Linked DNA regions of Sus scrofa: region 2 is linked to region 1. The links are chromatin contacts, called in public HiChIP or PLAC-seq maps. All regions are on one chromosome and are shown on one strand. The core of a region is the stretch at or near the end of the contact, and the rest is flanking DNA. Distances in the headings are between cores, read along the strand shown. Region 1 overlaps CDK6 (a long non-coding RNA gene). Region 2 has its middle 67 kb from the start of HEPACAM2.

Evidence for each region. HiChIP or PLAC-seq counts read pairs in DNA pulled down with a chosen protein or histone mark.
Region 2: a contact with region 1 is called in an H3K27ac HiChIP or PLAC-seq map of alveolar macrophages. The contact joins two enhancer-like sites. A contact is called at or near these places in 1 of 5 promoter capture datasets (fetal liver) and 1 of 2 datasets of contacts at active chromatin or transcription factors (alveolar macrophages).

What each region holds. Positions count from the first base shown.
Region 1 is chr9:72,557,140-72,564,635 of Sscrofa11.1, forward strand. The region is part of intron 5 of CDK6 (a long non-coding RNA gene); the gene reads right to left. Among named protein-coding and RNA genes, the nearest start is that of FAM133B, 57 kb to the left of the region's middle. Within about 2 kb of position 4,137, at least 27 of the 83 cell types and tissues checked have an H3K27ac peak or open chromatin away from gene starts, as enhancers often do. A contact at or near this core is called in alveolar macrophages, where this site is marked.
Region 2 is chr9:73,004,590-73,012,085 of Sscrofa11.1, forward strand. No RefSeq gene overlaps it. Among named protein-coding and RNA genes, the nearest start is that of HEPACAM2, 67 kb to the right of the region's middle. Within about 2 kb of position 2,507, at least 3 of the 83 cell types and tissues checked have an H3K27ac peak or open chromatin away from gene starts, as enhancers often do. A contact at or near this core is called in alveolar macrophages, where this site is marked.

The DNA of each region.
Region 1 (7,496 bases), core at 2,887-5,386:
TCCACAAACTTCTGATTATAAGATAGGCAGACACTAGGAATGTAATGTACAACATGATAAATATAATTAACATTGCTGTACCTTATATATGAGAAGTTAAGAGAGTAAATCCTAAGAGTTTAATCACAAGGAAAAATTTTGTTTTAACTTTGTATCTATGAGTTGATAGCTGTTCACTAAATTTTCTGTAATAATCATTTCATAATGTATTTAAGTCAAATCATTATCCTGTACACCTTAAACAGTGCTTTATGTCAATTATATATACATAAAACTGGAAGAAAAAAAGAAAAAAATGTCCATGAATTAAATACATTTTCCGTACCTACGCTTACAAACGTCTTTTAACTCCCAGAGTTAATCAGCCTTTGGGTACTAATGATATGCAGAAAATGACAAACTTTTGCTTTTTAAGCAAAACCACTATTTTTCATCAAATCTAAGATGCAACCTGCTACCAACAGATTCCAATTTACATCCTGATTCTATAAATAAGCAAAAATGAAAAAATACATGTGCCTCTTGGAAACGCTGACACATGTTAGAACAGCTGGTAAAATAGCTACTTTCTTGTTGAGGACAGTGAAATTCGAAAGTGTACTGGGTTCAGACGCTACTCATTGTTAACTCTGGAACTTAGATCTTCCGTTCCCTTATAGAACCATTTTGTTTCTCAGTTCACTGAATACATAGTTACTGAAAGTTTTTTCCTTTTGAAAGTACCAAAAAAATCCCACAACATCTCAGAGCTTTGGTGAACACACATGGAGAGCTGTCAGTCTAAAGTTCTTGAAATAAAAACAGCAAACAGAAGACACTGACTGCTAAGCACTTTTCAGTTACAACATGCATTTCTTGAAAACTAAGGAATGGCGCAACTTTTTTTTTTTTTTTTTTGGCTTTTTAGGGCCGCACCCTTGGCATATGGAGGTTCCCAGGCTAGGGGCTGAAACGGAGCTGCAGCTGCTGGCCTACACCTCATGGCAATGCCGGATCCTTATCCCACTGAGTGAGGCCAGGGATCGAACCTGCGTCCTCATGGATGCTGGTCAGATTCGTTTCCACTGAGCCATGTTGGGAACTCTAGTGCAACCTTATTAAAGAGTTGTTCTGGAAAATTCAGTCAAGAGGGTTATGGGGTCAACTCTTTTGACATAATTTGGTGACCAGACCTCTGGCTTCCTTTGTCTATCAGTGGTCTGAGGAGCATGTTAGGAAGCTGATAAAAATAGCTTCAGTTAAACTCCAGTCTCTCTCTTCCCTCAAGAAAAGCTTTCTTGCTTAGCAGTGTTACTGGAGAATTTGGGCTTGGTACTTAGAGCCTTCCTGTACTCACTGGAAAACTGGAGTCAGGGCCTCAGGCACCACCAGCCTCATGTCTAATGATCACATCAGACAGCAGGCTTCAACCGCTTTGTACAATTTCCTCTGTCTCCCCCTCTTTTCTGCAGTTTTTTTGTTGTTGTTTCGTTGTTATGGGTAGTGACAGTTTCTGGTTTCTTTCGTTTATCAACGGTTTCCTTTACCACAGCCTCTATTCCTCCCCTCCCACTGGAAGCCTGGCACGACTGGACGCTGGAAGAAAAACCACAACTGAATAGCCTGGCACTTACTTTAACAGTCATTTCCAACCACAGATTAATACTATTACTGGATTTGACTAACGGCTCTCAATCAGCCCAACTGTCATCACTTGAGAACATGTGAGCCAGTGGAAGCCAAAAAAGGGAAAATATAAGCAAATCCACATCATGCTTATAGTTTTACTGATTTCTCATCTTTGGAATCCAGAGGAACTATTCTGAATCTCCTCTTCTTGGTTCTCCTTCAGAATCAGTGTCCTGTATGGATCCAGAGATAAGGCAAACCCCAGCTCCAACTAGCTGGAGGCTTACGTCAGCTGGTGCGGTTGCCATGGACACCAGTGAGCATAAGGGGGCACCTGCTCTGTTGCCGTGGAGTGCGTGTGCATCCTGCACTGTCAGGCCTAGAAGCTGCACTGGCTGCTGGTGTTCACGTAGGTTAAGGACCCGGCATCAAGGTTCATACAAAGGGGTCCTGTAGGAGGCTCTGTGTTGACAGTGCTGGTGCTCCACGCTGGCCTGTCACAATCAGGGTCCAGGCTTTTCTTCTCATTTATTTTGACGCACCAGAGCTAGCACAGGTGGTAGGGTTTTCTGATAAAGACTAAAAGAGGGTGGTAAGGCGTATCATATGGGCTACGAGTGGCTCCACTAAAATCAGGTTCTATCCGAAATCAGAGCTTTCTGCATTAACAAAAACTGCATCATACAACAGGAAAGGCTTTGGAAAGCCGTTAGTGATCCCCATCTTTTGGTCCTGAAAGAATCTAACCTATCTGTGGAGAGAAGAGGATCTGAATCACTATTATTTTCTGATTTAACAATGGTTGGATCCCACTCTGAGTGTTGTGTACACATTAATCCCAGTCTTTTTCCCTAAAAATGTGTTGAAAGTCATGTGATGAATACATATGTCACTGGTGGGAAAATAAAATAGAAAAATCTTTCTGGAGGGCAATTTGGCTCCAGGTATCAAAGGTTTGAGGGTTTAGAATATTCTTTACCTCACCATTCCACTTCTAGGAATTAATCCTAATTCCTGGGAAAAGTGGTGGGAATGAGGGAAACCTTAATTACAAGAACACAGATAACGATCTCGCTTTTAAAAAGGCTTGTGAATTTCACTCACCAAATATTTACTACTTGCCTACCAATATTTAAATACAAATAAATAAGATCATGATTTTTTTATATGAGAAAAACAAGTTACAAAAAGCATGAGCTCATTTAATAAGAAAATCAAAAGATTATAACATACAGGCAAAACAATCAAGACACCTGTTAAGTAATTATTAATGGTCATCTCTTGGCTCCTGGTTGATGGTTTTCTTTCTTCTTCTTTCTCCTCACCTTGAAAAATAAGTATTTTATAGAGCTTTTTTGACATTATATAAATTTCTTGATCTGCATCAAAATATGTTCACTCAAAGTTTTAGCATCATTGATACTTTTCTAAATCTACCATTCTATCTATATTTATTAGTTGGCATTCTAAATTAAGAAAGAGCTTTCCCTTCTCTGCCATTTACTTGTCCACTTCTAAGTATGGACTCACGAACTTGTGTTTTATTTAATGGGTTTAATCCATTTCTATAATTATATATGTTGATGCTCAAATTATTTCAGAATTATCTAATGGTTCCCTTTAAGCTGAATCCTGTGCACTTCTGACATGTTACCATAATTTTTTTTAGCATCTTCTTACTTTCTGGTACAATAAGATGCTCTAGGCTTATCCTGTACGCTTTACTCATATTTTAAAAAAAGTTTTACAGTAAACTAACACGACTTTTGTTAAATGAAGAACACAATGCATACTATTTAAAAAAGAAATCTTATATTAAATGTAAGATTTTAAAAAAAAGTCTAGATTACTGACTTTCTATGGTTCAGAAACATTAAAAGCAATCGAGCTCCTCTTTGAATTCCAAGCGAGATGGAAAAGGGGAGCATCAGCCTCACAAATCTGTATGAAAGGCAATTACGTCCAGCAAGATCATTAAATGCTCAAGTCATTGCTTTTTTTCTTGGTCAAGTCCTGTCAACCTGCCACTAAATGAAAGGGAACAGTTAAAGTACATTCTGTTCAGTAAATGTCTCATAGCTGAATGTCGCCTCACTTCCCCCCTCAGATTAACTGCATAGAAAAATGAGGGGGACAAAATCATTTTCATCTGTGATTGAGTTTCTTCCTGCTGACTGTTTGGAGTTTCCCTATGAGTTGTTGTGAGCCACCTCTTCCTGTGGTTCCAAACAAGAATCTCTGACAGCTGATTACACCCTGGGGACTGCACTCTGGATTCTGTGAGGTACTAAGGACAATGACACAGGGGTCCCCAATTCCTGCCTGTCACAGTTAGTAGAGCCCTCACCTGGAGTGCCTGTCTGGCTTCTCTACTCTTGCTAGATGGGTTTGCTGAAACTCACTGTATGCTCAGCCTCTAACCAGACTCCTGGATCAGTTTTAGCCTTTGTGGTGACTGTGGTGGGGTGGAGGGGAAGAGACACCAGGAACCCTGCGACAATTAGTCACTACTTCAATATTGAGTCATGTGGCCATCCTGCCCAGTCGGCTGTGACCTAAGTTCATACTTTGTGCTCTTAGGCATGAGGCTTTGCCTAAACCTCAGCACTACAGGTCCTATGTTTTTTGACTCTGAGTTCTTCTTCTTCTTCTTCTTTTTTTTTTTTTGTCTTTTTAGGGCCACACCCGAGGCATTGGGAGGTTCCCAGGCTAGGAGTCTAATCTGAGCTGTAGCCGCTGGCCTATGCCACAGCCATAGCAATGCAGGATCCGAGCCGCGTTTGCAACCTACACCACAGCTCATGGCAACACTGGATCCTTAACTCACTGAGCCAGGCCAGGGATCAAACTTGTGTTCTTATGTATACCAGTCACATTCATTTGTGCTGAGCCACGACAGGAACTCCATTTTTGACCCTGAATTCTTCAAATGCCTAGGGTTACCTCTGACAAGAAGTCACCCCTTATCCTGTTCTAGAAAAATGATGCCCCAAGGCACTTTAACAGTATGAACAAAAATAACAGTGGCCAAGTTTTGCTAAGCATAGGCAGTGCGAAACAAAAACTCACTACTTTACATGTGCTGTTTTATTTAACCTCAGATTAACACTAGGTGAGAGGTCTATATTAATATCCTCATTTTACAGTTGAGGAAACTGAGGTCGAGAGATGGTTAATAATGAGTCACCATTAGCCAACTAAGAAGTGACAGAGATGAAACTAGATGCTCCAAAGCCAGAGCTTGCAACCACTTCACTAGACTGCAGCCTCAGAGATGGAACTGTTAGTGGATTGGAGACTCTGAACAAAAATTCCAGGTTTTTTTTTCTTTAAAGAAAAAGTAATGAATGGAAACCACTCTGGTAAGCTGGATGTTGAGACCAAGTGGTGTTGCTTATTTGAATCTAAGAGAGGGATGGAGGGATCCTAAGGAACCGTGAGTCCACTAAGAACACGAAACAAGTCTGCCACACGGGACTTCAAGTATTCCTTCATTCCTTCAGCATCTTGAGAATCTGGAAGGCTCTTCACTGCTGAGTGCAGGGAACATAGGAATGAGGGAACTGATGTGGTCCCTGATCTTGTAGGGCTTATAGTTCAGATACGGAGAAAGGAAAGCAATCTGTAAAGGGTGAGTATTATGAAGAAAATAAGATGCTCTGGTGAAGAACAGTGTGGTTAGGAAAGGCCTCTCTAAGGAGGTGACATTTAACCTAAAGGATGACACAGAAGAGGAAGAGCTGATGAGGTCTATTCATTTCTCTTTCATCTTTAGCAACAACTGGAATTTTCAAGTGCTTTTCAAGGGTTGTTGACAACTCGGGTTCTGTTAAGCAGGTCAACCACTGCCTTACAATCCCATATGCTTTATCACTAATGCCTTCTCCACCCAGTTCAAAACATCACAAATATGACACAAATGAGATTTGACTATCCAGTCTAGAACGATCCTCATTTTTTTCCCCCTCCATACAAAGAAGCACTTCAGAATCAGGGACAAGACGAATGCTCTTTGCATCTCGCAGAGTTCATCCAAGTGTACTAGTTGTTTCTCCCCCGTGGAACTGTCCTATCAGCTTTAGGAAAGATGATGAAAGAAAAGAAATGGGCCCAGAGGATCCAGAGAAAACAAGGCCACACTTGCTTTTCATGTGGGCCCTTAGTGGGGAAGAGTGGAAGGCAAAAGCAGGGAACTGGGTCCAAATTTTTTTCTATCAATGCTGTGGTCTGAGGCACTCAAAACCAGAAGGCTTTTAGGGCCAGCACCGGGGAGTTCTGACCTGCCTTCTTTGCATTTCTGGAAATGGCTATTTCATTATTATCTTACAAGCAGAAATTCAGCAGCGTTAGCTGAAGGCAACAGCATGAAGACTCAGGGTCTTCTTTTATTAGAATCCAACTGCGCTTTTCTCTGCAAGAAGGGACGCTCCCTGAGGATATGTGGGGTTGGAACTGGACGCCACACATAGCTAAGAAGGGGCATTTTGGATGTTTAGAGAATCATGATTATTTTTTCGGTGTGTGTGTACAAAGACTGTAATAAAATGGTCCCGTGCTTGCTTTCTTTTTCTTTTTCTTTCTTTTTTTTTTCTTTTTTTTTCCTTTTCTAGGGCCGCTCCCGTGGCATATGGAGGTTCCCAGGTTAGGGGTCGAATCGGAGCTATAGCCACTGGCCTACGCCAGAGCCACAGCAACGCGGGATCCGAGCCGCGTCTGCAACCTATGCCACAGCTCACGGCAATGCCGGATCCTTAACCCACTGAGCAAGGCAAGGGACTGAACCCGCAACCTCATGGTTCGTAGTCGGATTCGTTAATCACTGTGCCACGACGGGAACTCTGGTCCCGTGCTTTCTTTATGGAGCAATTTGATGTTCTGAGACCCTCTATTTCCTGGCTTCCAGAAACCTATTTTTCTCTCCATCATAATATTTCCTCTAAGTACAGAATAATTAACCCTCATGACTAATCTAGTCTCATAGGAAAAAGGCTTGTGAAACCTGTCTCTGGTGCCCATAATAAGTGTGCACAGAATAAGCACAGAAGGCCACGGTAAGTACTGTGTACAGAGTGAGAAGGCCCAAACTCCTTTCCCAAGGCCTAATCCACCCCGAGGCAGAGGGAGGAAAGCCAGTCCTCTAACTACTGGGGCAGCCATTTTCGAGGTTCCCTCTGTCACACAAAAATGATGCAGGACAGCTGCTCTCTGGCTCTCCTCCGTCTGCCAGGGGAACTCCACACCACCTGACCAAAGCTGTCACCACCTGAGGCTGCCACGTGGGCTCCAGATTGTGAGGGCATGGGGTCAGATAGGTGGCTTATGCTGTGCCACCGCAGTGCTGTGGATCCAGTGAGGCCAGTGGGCAGCCAGAGGCCTCTCTGGAACAGCTTGGCCACCTGTCTGCGAGGGAAGACAAATCCCATTTCATGAGGTTTGGCATGGAAAGCAAATCGTCCACTCCTATGTCCAAAAGCACTTGCGTGGTGGAAGGAAAAAGAGGAGAAAAGGGTAGACAGAGCCCAAGGGTGGATGTAAAACCGGATCTCTTCGGGGATGGACGTTCTGGTTAATCTGGTTTGAAATCAAGGTTTTTTTCACCCGGCTCTCATCAATCTTAAGCTGTATTTCCCAGGCTTTTAAGGTAATTCTCTTAATGAAGTAATGCAATGCCAAAGACATGGCATCACGGGGCTTTGCCCTTTCCTGCCTTTCAAAGGCCAACAAAACCATCATTCCCTAACACAGCCACACAGGAAAAAAGATAAAAGATGAGGCTTATCTTGTTGTTAAGCTATTGTGTTACCAGCATGTCAGCGGCACAAGAAAGATAAGCAAAGGCTTGCAAAATACGGTGACTGAAGCCTCACCTGATATGCAGTTTCTGTCTT
Region 2 (7,496 bases), core at 1,257-3,756, 450 kb after region 1:
AAAAAAAAAAAAGGATTCATACAATTACCACCTATAAAATAACATTCCTAATCCCCAATAAAAGAAGTAACCTGAAGTTCATCTTCTCCTTCACTCTTAGAGTCTTAACTCCAAATTAAAATTTCCCAGTTTAAATGGCATTCTTCCCATCAGTATGCAAATAGGTTTAGAATTCCTCAGTTTTCTTTGGAGATTTTAATACCTGTAAAAATACCGGTAAACAATATACTGCTTAGTATTGTTTACTGGAACTGTATTATATGTATTCATGCACTCAGCATTGTTCCTGAGATTCATCCATATTGAGGTTAACTGTACTTATTTTTTTTCATTGCTATTTAATATTTTATCATGTGATTCTGCCATATCTGGCTTATCCATGCTTCTGTTGATGAATCTTAGGGTGGCATAATGCAGTTTTGAATACTGTTGTGCATGTCTCTGATGCATATGAATAAGAGTTGTTCTAGAAAATATTTCCTGTAGGGGAATTCTGATTGATGCACATGATCAACATTCATAAATAATGTTAAAGGGTTTCCCAAAGTTGCACCTGTTTATGTTCCCGTTAGTAACGGATCAAGAGTTTTCTTATTTTACATTCTTGCTAACCCTTGGTATTATGAGACTTTCTAATTTTTGTTGTTCAAGTAGGTTTGAAATTTTATCTTATTGTGGTTTTCATTTTTTTTTTCACTTTGGCAACATTAAATTACAGATGACTCAGTGATTTAAATGTAATGAATTCATTAATACACTCTCAGAAAACATGACCAAGTTTTAAAAATATTAAAGTGGGGAAGACAAAGATAAGCCCTAAAAGGCATATAGAGAAAAAGCTAATACATTTGAGTTGCATAAACATGTAAATCACTTTGCAAAATTTTTCATAAAATAAGCCAAAAGAGCACCAATCAACCAGGAAAACTGTAACACCTTTAATACTAGTATAGAACTAATTTTCTAATTTACAAAGAATCTTTACAAATCAGTACAAAAAAACTTTAATAGCTCAATAAAAATGTAAGCAAAAGATATAAAAGGGATTTTCAAGGAAAAAATATTGATAAGCAATATATTCAACTTCACTCATAATTAAATGTATCAAAATAGTATAAAATATCACTTTTTTCATATCTGTTGCCAAATTGAAAAAATTTAATACCTGGTGTTGGGGAAGGTGTGGGAAAACAAGCTAACCCATATACTGTAGAAATGTAAATGAGAGAAATTCAGCAATGTTTCTCAAAACTATAAATATTTAAAATAAAGAAAAAAAAGACGAGAAAAAAACACAGGAGACTATGAAGATAGGCAAAATTTCTTAAGCAGGATATGAAAAGTGCTAATGATAAAGGAAATTTTTGATAAATTAGACCATACATATATATTGAGATCAAGTAAATGGAACTCTTATACACTGATTGTGAGGAGATGGAGATATATATATATATATATATATATCTCCATCTTGGAAAACTTTGTCTACTTAAGCTGAACATTCTGGTCTATTCAAGGAAGAAAAATGCAAGTGTCTACAAAAAGACATGTATAAGAATGTTCACAGCAGCTTGATTCATACTTACTAACTATGTTGATAACATCATGCCAAATGGACTTAGTGTACAGGAAATAATTTGGACTTCTTAGTAAGAAAAACATATGCCAGAAGGTGAAGATACACTGCAAAATCAGGGGTCTGTCACACTGATGAAAATTTTAGGGATCTCTTGGTCTGCAGAGTCTAGAGGAAGAAAGAGCTCTGCAGAAGATCCAAACCATGGTGTAAGGCCGCACAATCCTGCAGATCTCATAATGCTAGCAGTGTCCATTGTGGGTAAAAATGTTCCATGGGGTCCCTCAAAAGGCCTAAAAGGAGAGGCACATTATATGTTCCCCAGGATTCTTATAACAGCAGGGCTTTTGATTTCTGAAAAGAAGCCCTAGAGACTTCTTTTTTTTTTTTTTTTTTTTTTTGTCTTTTTGCTATTTCTTGGGCCGCTCCCTCGGCACATGGAGGTTCCCAGGCTAGGGGTCCAATCGGAGCTGTAGCCACCGGCCTACACCAGACCCACAATAACGCAGGATCCAAGCCGAGTCTGCAGCCTACACTACAGCTCACGGCAACGCAGGATCGTTAACCCACTGAGCAAGGGCAGGGATCGAACCCGCAACCTCATGGTTCCTAGTCGGATTCGTTAACCACTGCTCCACGATGGGAACTCCCCTAGAGACTTCTGACCACGTGATGTCAAATGACTCAGTTTTACAACCCAAGCTATGTGTTATCGGAGTCAATGAACCATGAGGTTAAGCTGGGCAACAGCACTCTTTCAAATGCTAGAATGGTACCTTTAGGTCATATCTCAGCAGGTCCAGAGGTCTCACGAGTAATCGAAGAAATGGCCCATCAGTCTCAGAAACAGGCCCAGAATTCCACATCATCTCTCTCAGTTGCACTATTGCCTCTCCCTCAAATTATACTTATGATGTCATGGGGATTTTTCATGACCAACTGAGAGAAAAAGTAGAAGATAAGGTTTGGTTCACAGATGAGTCAGCTCAATATATTGGCACTAACTAAAAATGAACTATTACCACACTAGAGCAACACTCAACAGTAACCTTGACAAAAAATAGTAAAGAGAAATCTGCCCAGTGGGCAGATAAAAAAAAATTTTATATGACCATATCAATTGAGTAAAGGCATTTGGCAAAATCCAACTTCTATTTATGATAAACACTCTCAGAAAACTAGGTGTAGTAGAGAAGTCTCTCTGCTTGTTAAGGAACATCTACAAAAAACCAAGAACTAATACGACTTAATGGTAAGAAACTGGATACGATTTCCTTGAGATCAAGAACAAGGCAAAGATGTCCTCTCTCACCACTCCTATCCAAAGTTGCATAGAAGTCCGAGTTATTGAATTTACTAAAAAAAATGGTACATAGATTGAGTAAAGATAAATAAATCTCTTAAGACTATTGAAAGTAATAAGGCATTATTGCTGTAACGTAGACTAGAGGTAATGTTGACCTGGTTTGATATGGTGGTGGAGATGGAGCAAAAATGGATTTAAGAGGTAGGAAGTAGAAGCAACAGAGCCTGGAGATGGATTAAATGTACATGGTGAAGGAGAGGGAAACATCAAGGATGATCTTTAGCATTTGATTTGTACAGTAAGATTGGTGTTGGGACCATTTATAAGACTGAAAGAGGCCACAGAGAGGATAAATTTGGAAGGAAGAATCGTGAGTTAGGTTTTGGTTAAACAGAGCTGAGATACCTTAGATGTCTCTAAAAAATGAAGAAATATATGTTTTTCAACTGTATTCCTGGAACTCAGAGGAAAAGTACTGTCTTAGGGTTTGTCAATCATTTGCATATAGGTGGTAATTGAAAACATAGCTATAAAGAATTGCTTGGGAAGAGATTAAGGAGTGAGAAGAGGGTCAAAAACTGAGCTAGATATTTAATGGCCAAGAATAGGAGGATGAGCTGCAGAAGAAACAGAGAAAAGTCTAGAGAAGTGGGGGAAGCCAAGAGTAGTGAGTGTTTCAGGAAGGAGGCATTGGTCAATAGTGTTGACTACTGTTGAGACATGACAATGAATACTGAAAAAAGTCCATGTTTAGTAGCCTGGAGGTCACTGGTGATTTTACAGAGAGCTCTTTTAATAGAGTGATAGGGGTACATACCAGATTGGAGTGAGTTAAGGACTGAATAGGAGGTATGAAAAATTTAGAAATTAAAAAGCTTGACTGTGAGGTGAGAGATGGATATAAGATTATAGTTTGCTAGAAGTGAAGAGGTAGAGGGTATGGGTTTGACTGAGGAATTATTATTATCATTATTTTGGATATCAGACACAAGTACATTTTAAAGCTGGTGGAACACAATTCATTGATAGGAAAGACTGAAGGTACAGAAAAGAAGAAAAGGGTAACAGATGGTGTAAAATTCTTGAATAGGTAACAGAGGGTAGATGCGAAAGCAGAGGTAAAGAGCTTAGGCCCCTCTATGATAACTAGAGAAATGCAGACCAGGATGGAAGAATAAAGGAGGTGTGTTTTGTTTTAGAATGATGGCGTTTCCATCTGGTGGCTTCTATTTTCTCTGCAAAGTACTATCTCATTTATTGTGACTGGTGTATATGAAAAATATGACAATCTCAGTACATTTATAAATTTCATTTTCTAGGCACATAGCTGTTCAGTTTTGTGGGTTATGAATTTTTTTTTTCTTTTTAGGGCTGCACCTGTGGCATATGGAAGTTCCCAGGCTAGGGGTCCAATTGGAGCTGCAGCTGCCAACCTACACCACAGCCACAGCAAGTAGGATCCAAGTTGTGTCAGTGACCTGCCACAACTGTGACCTACACCACAGCTCACAACAACGCTGGATCCTTAACTCACTGAGTGAGGCCAGGGATTGAACCCTCATCCTCTTGAATACTAGTTGGGTTTGAAACCCACTGAGCCACAATGAGAACTCCCATATGGATTTTATTTTGGTGTGCTATTACACACTATTTATTTTTCCTCTTTAAGGTTTTAAGAGTTTCTAAAAAGACCTGAAATCTTTCCATAAGGTTAAAAATCACAGAAATTATAACTAAAGGTGATTTTCTCTTTTTGATGTGTTTTTAAATGTATCATATTCCATCTCACATGTATAATGCATCATTCTTTGCAATAATACTGTAATAAATATTCTTATACATGTGTCTTCGTCTCTCATAACTTATTAAAAATGGATTATTGGATTAAAGAGTCTAAATATTTTAAAATCTAATGCAAACTGTCAAATTGCCCTCCAGAAAGGCATTTTGTTCATTTTGTCTGACCCAAAAGGCAAAATATAATAGTGATAAATATGCTAATTTAAAATTAGATTATTTTTCACAATACTTAGATTTTATGCTTAATCCAACACTTTCTAATTTGGAACCATAGGTGGCACTAAAGGATCAGGGAATGGAACTACTTCCAGGCTCTTCGGTTGGAACGGACATTGAATGAATATCTCAGTCACAGTCTTCCATAGCAGACAAGCAATCAACAATGATAGAAAAAAATCCTTCTTATTCCTAACATTATTTATAAAGCAAACCTAGCCCATATTCTTTTTTTTTTTTTTGTCTTTTTGTTATTTCTTGGGCTGCTCCCGCGGCATATGGAGGTTCCCAGGCTAGGGGTCTAATAGGAGCTGCAGCCACTGGCCTATGCCAGAGCCACAGCAACTCGGGATCCGAGCCGCGTCTGCAACCTACACCACAGCTCACGGCAACGCCGGATCATTAACCCACTGAGGGAGTTCAGTGACCAAACCCGCAACCTCATGGTTCCTAGTCGGATTCGTTAACCACTGCGCCACGACGGGAACTCCATAGCCCATATTCTAATGTAAGATTTTTTAGTATTAATCGTCATATTTGAGCCTAACAATGAAGACTATTTGCATTTATTTTGTCTTTTAGACTGTGGAGTATGCTTCACCATGCCATTTGCAAACTATTCCTTAAAACAACAAATTGTCTTATGCAGAACCTTTCATTCTTCTGCTTTTATAACTTCTATTTTTTTTTTCCAAGAAGAAAATATGTATCAGAGTTCCCTTTGTGGTTAAGAACATGGCATAGTGTCCATGAGGATGGGCATTCAATCCTCGGCCTCGCTCAGTGGGTTAAGGATCCTGTGTTGCTTCAAGCTATGGCATAGGTCACAGATGCAGCTCAAATCTAGTGTTGCCAAGGCTATGGCATAGGCCAGCAGCTGCAGCCCCAATTCGACCCCTGGTCCAGTACTTCCATATGCCACAGGTGCAGCCATAAAACAAAACAGACATATATTTATGAGTCAGAAAGGCAAAAAACTGGCATGATCTGATCATGAAAATGAGCACTGTAAAATTCTGGAAAGTTTACATGACATACTTAATCTGCTAAGCTGTATGGTGACTTTTTAAGTTTGCAGTGTGAAAATTTTATTTTAAACAAAATGCATAAATACCAAAATGATGTGTCCTGGTGGAGATGGTTTTGCATGCCCCCACCACCCCTCTTTACACTCTTAGTGGGAGTTGCTCAGTTATTCTTGCCATTTGTGTGACTTCTTTCCCAGCACTTCTAGATTTCAATAGACCAGTGACTGAGAAGCAAACAGGCTTTGCAGAGTGCTTTCTTTTCTTAGAAGACCAAATGGCCCCTGCTGGTCAGATGAAATGTACACACATTAAACACTGCTTGCGTTGATTTAGTTTGAAATGACAATCTGGGAGTTGGCTTTCCATCTGTAACCCACTTTAGCAGTAACAGTAGAAAATGTTTTCACCACCCTCAGTTTATAGCTGGGAGATAGGAAGAGGAGAGAAGCGCTGGGAAACACACATGCTAGTGCCTTTTTGAAGGTATGTCACAAAATGCTAACCTTACCACTTGTCACTTGCAATGAAAATACATCAGATGCAGAGGACATAAGACTTGAGTCTACTCATTAAAACTAGTTAACACTAGCTTAAACAGGTAACCTCTGCTTCAGAGAACTTTCAGAGCCACATTAAACACACACATACACACACACACATATACACATCCCTCTTTTCACCTGGACCTTCTTGTTTCTATATAAATAAAGGTTTCACTAACAACATTGTGGAGCAGTTTGGTATCAGAATTAAGAGTTAAAGATCTGGGACTTCCCGTTGTGGCTGGCGCAGTGGTTAACGAATCCGACAAGGAACCATGAGGTTGCGGGTTCGATCCCTGGCCTTGCTCAGTGGGTTAATGATCCGGCGTTGCTGTGAGCTGTAGTGTAGGTCGCAGACGCGGCTCGGATCCCGCGTTGCTGTGGCCCTGGCATAGACTGGTGGTTACAGCTCCGATTCGACCCCTAGCCTGGGAACCTCCATATGCCTCGAGAGCAGCCCAAGAAATGGCAAAAAGACAAAAAAACAAACAAAAAAAAACAAACCAAAAAAAGAGTTAAAGATCTGGATACTCTATTCTAGAAATGTCAGGAAAATTGCTTTATCTTCATCTCTCTGCAGATAAAAAAGTTTGGAAATGGAAACATTCCCTGAATATATGAAAATATGTATGCAGATGTTTCTCTGTATAAATATTTATACACATATGTGTATATATTATATATACATATTGAGAGATACGTACTCTTTGATTATAGATTTTTGATTCTGTTTTTTAAAAAATTCTCCATTTTTTTCTAGTTTTCCTCTGTAAAGGAGAAGCCATCTGAAGACTGAACAAATTAGTTGATGTTCTATAGTGATTTAACTCCAGTTAAATCGTCTTAGTGCTTAGAGGCATTAGCTGGGGACATAGCAAGTAAATACATGGCTTCATGAAAACTCCCATATAATGTCACAAAGTGGTCTTTGCTGGATGGGCCAGGAGGCAGCTGGGAATGACACAGGCATTTACTTAGTTGATGACATTGGAGAAGTGAACAAACTTCTCTGAACCTCACTGTCTTCA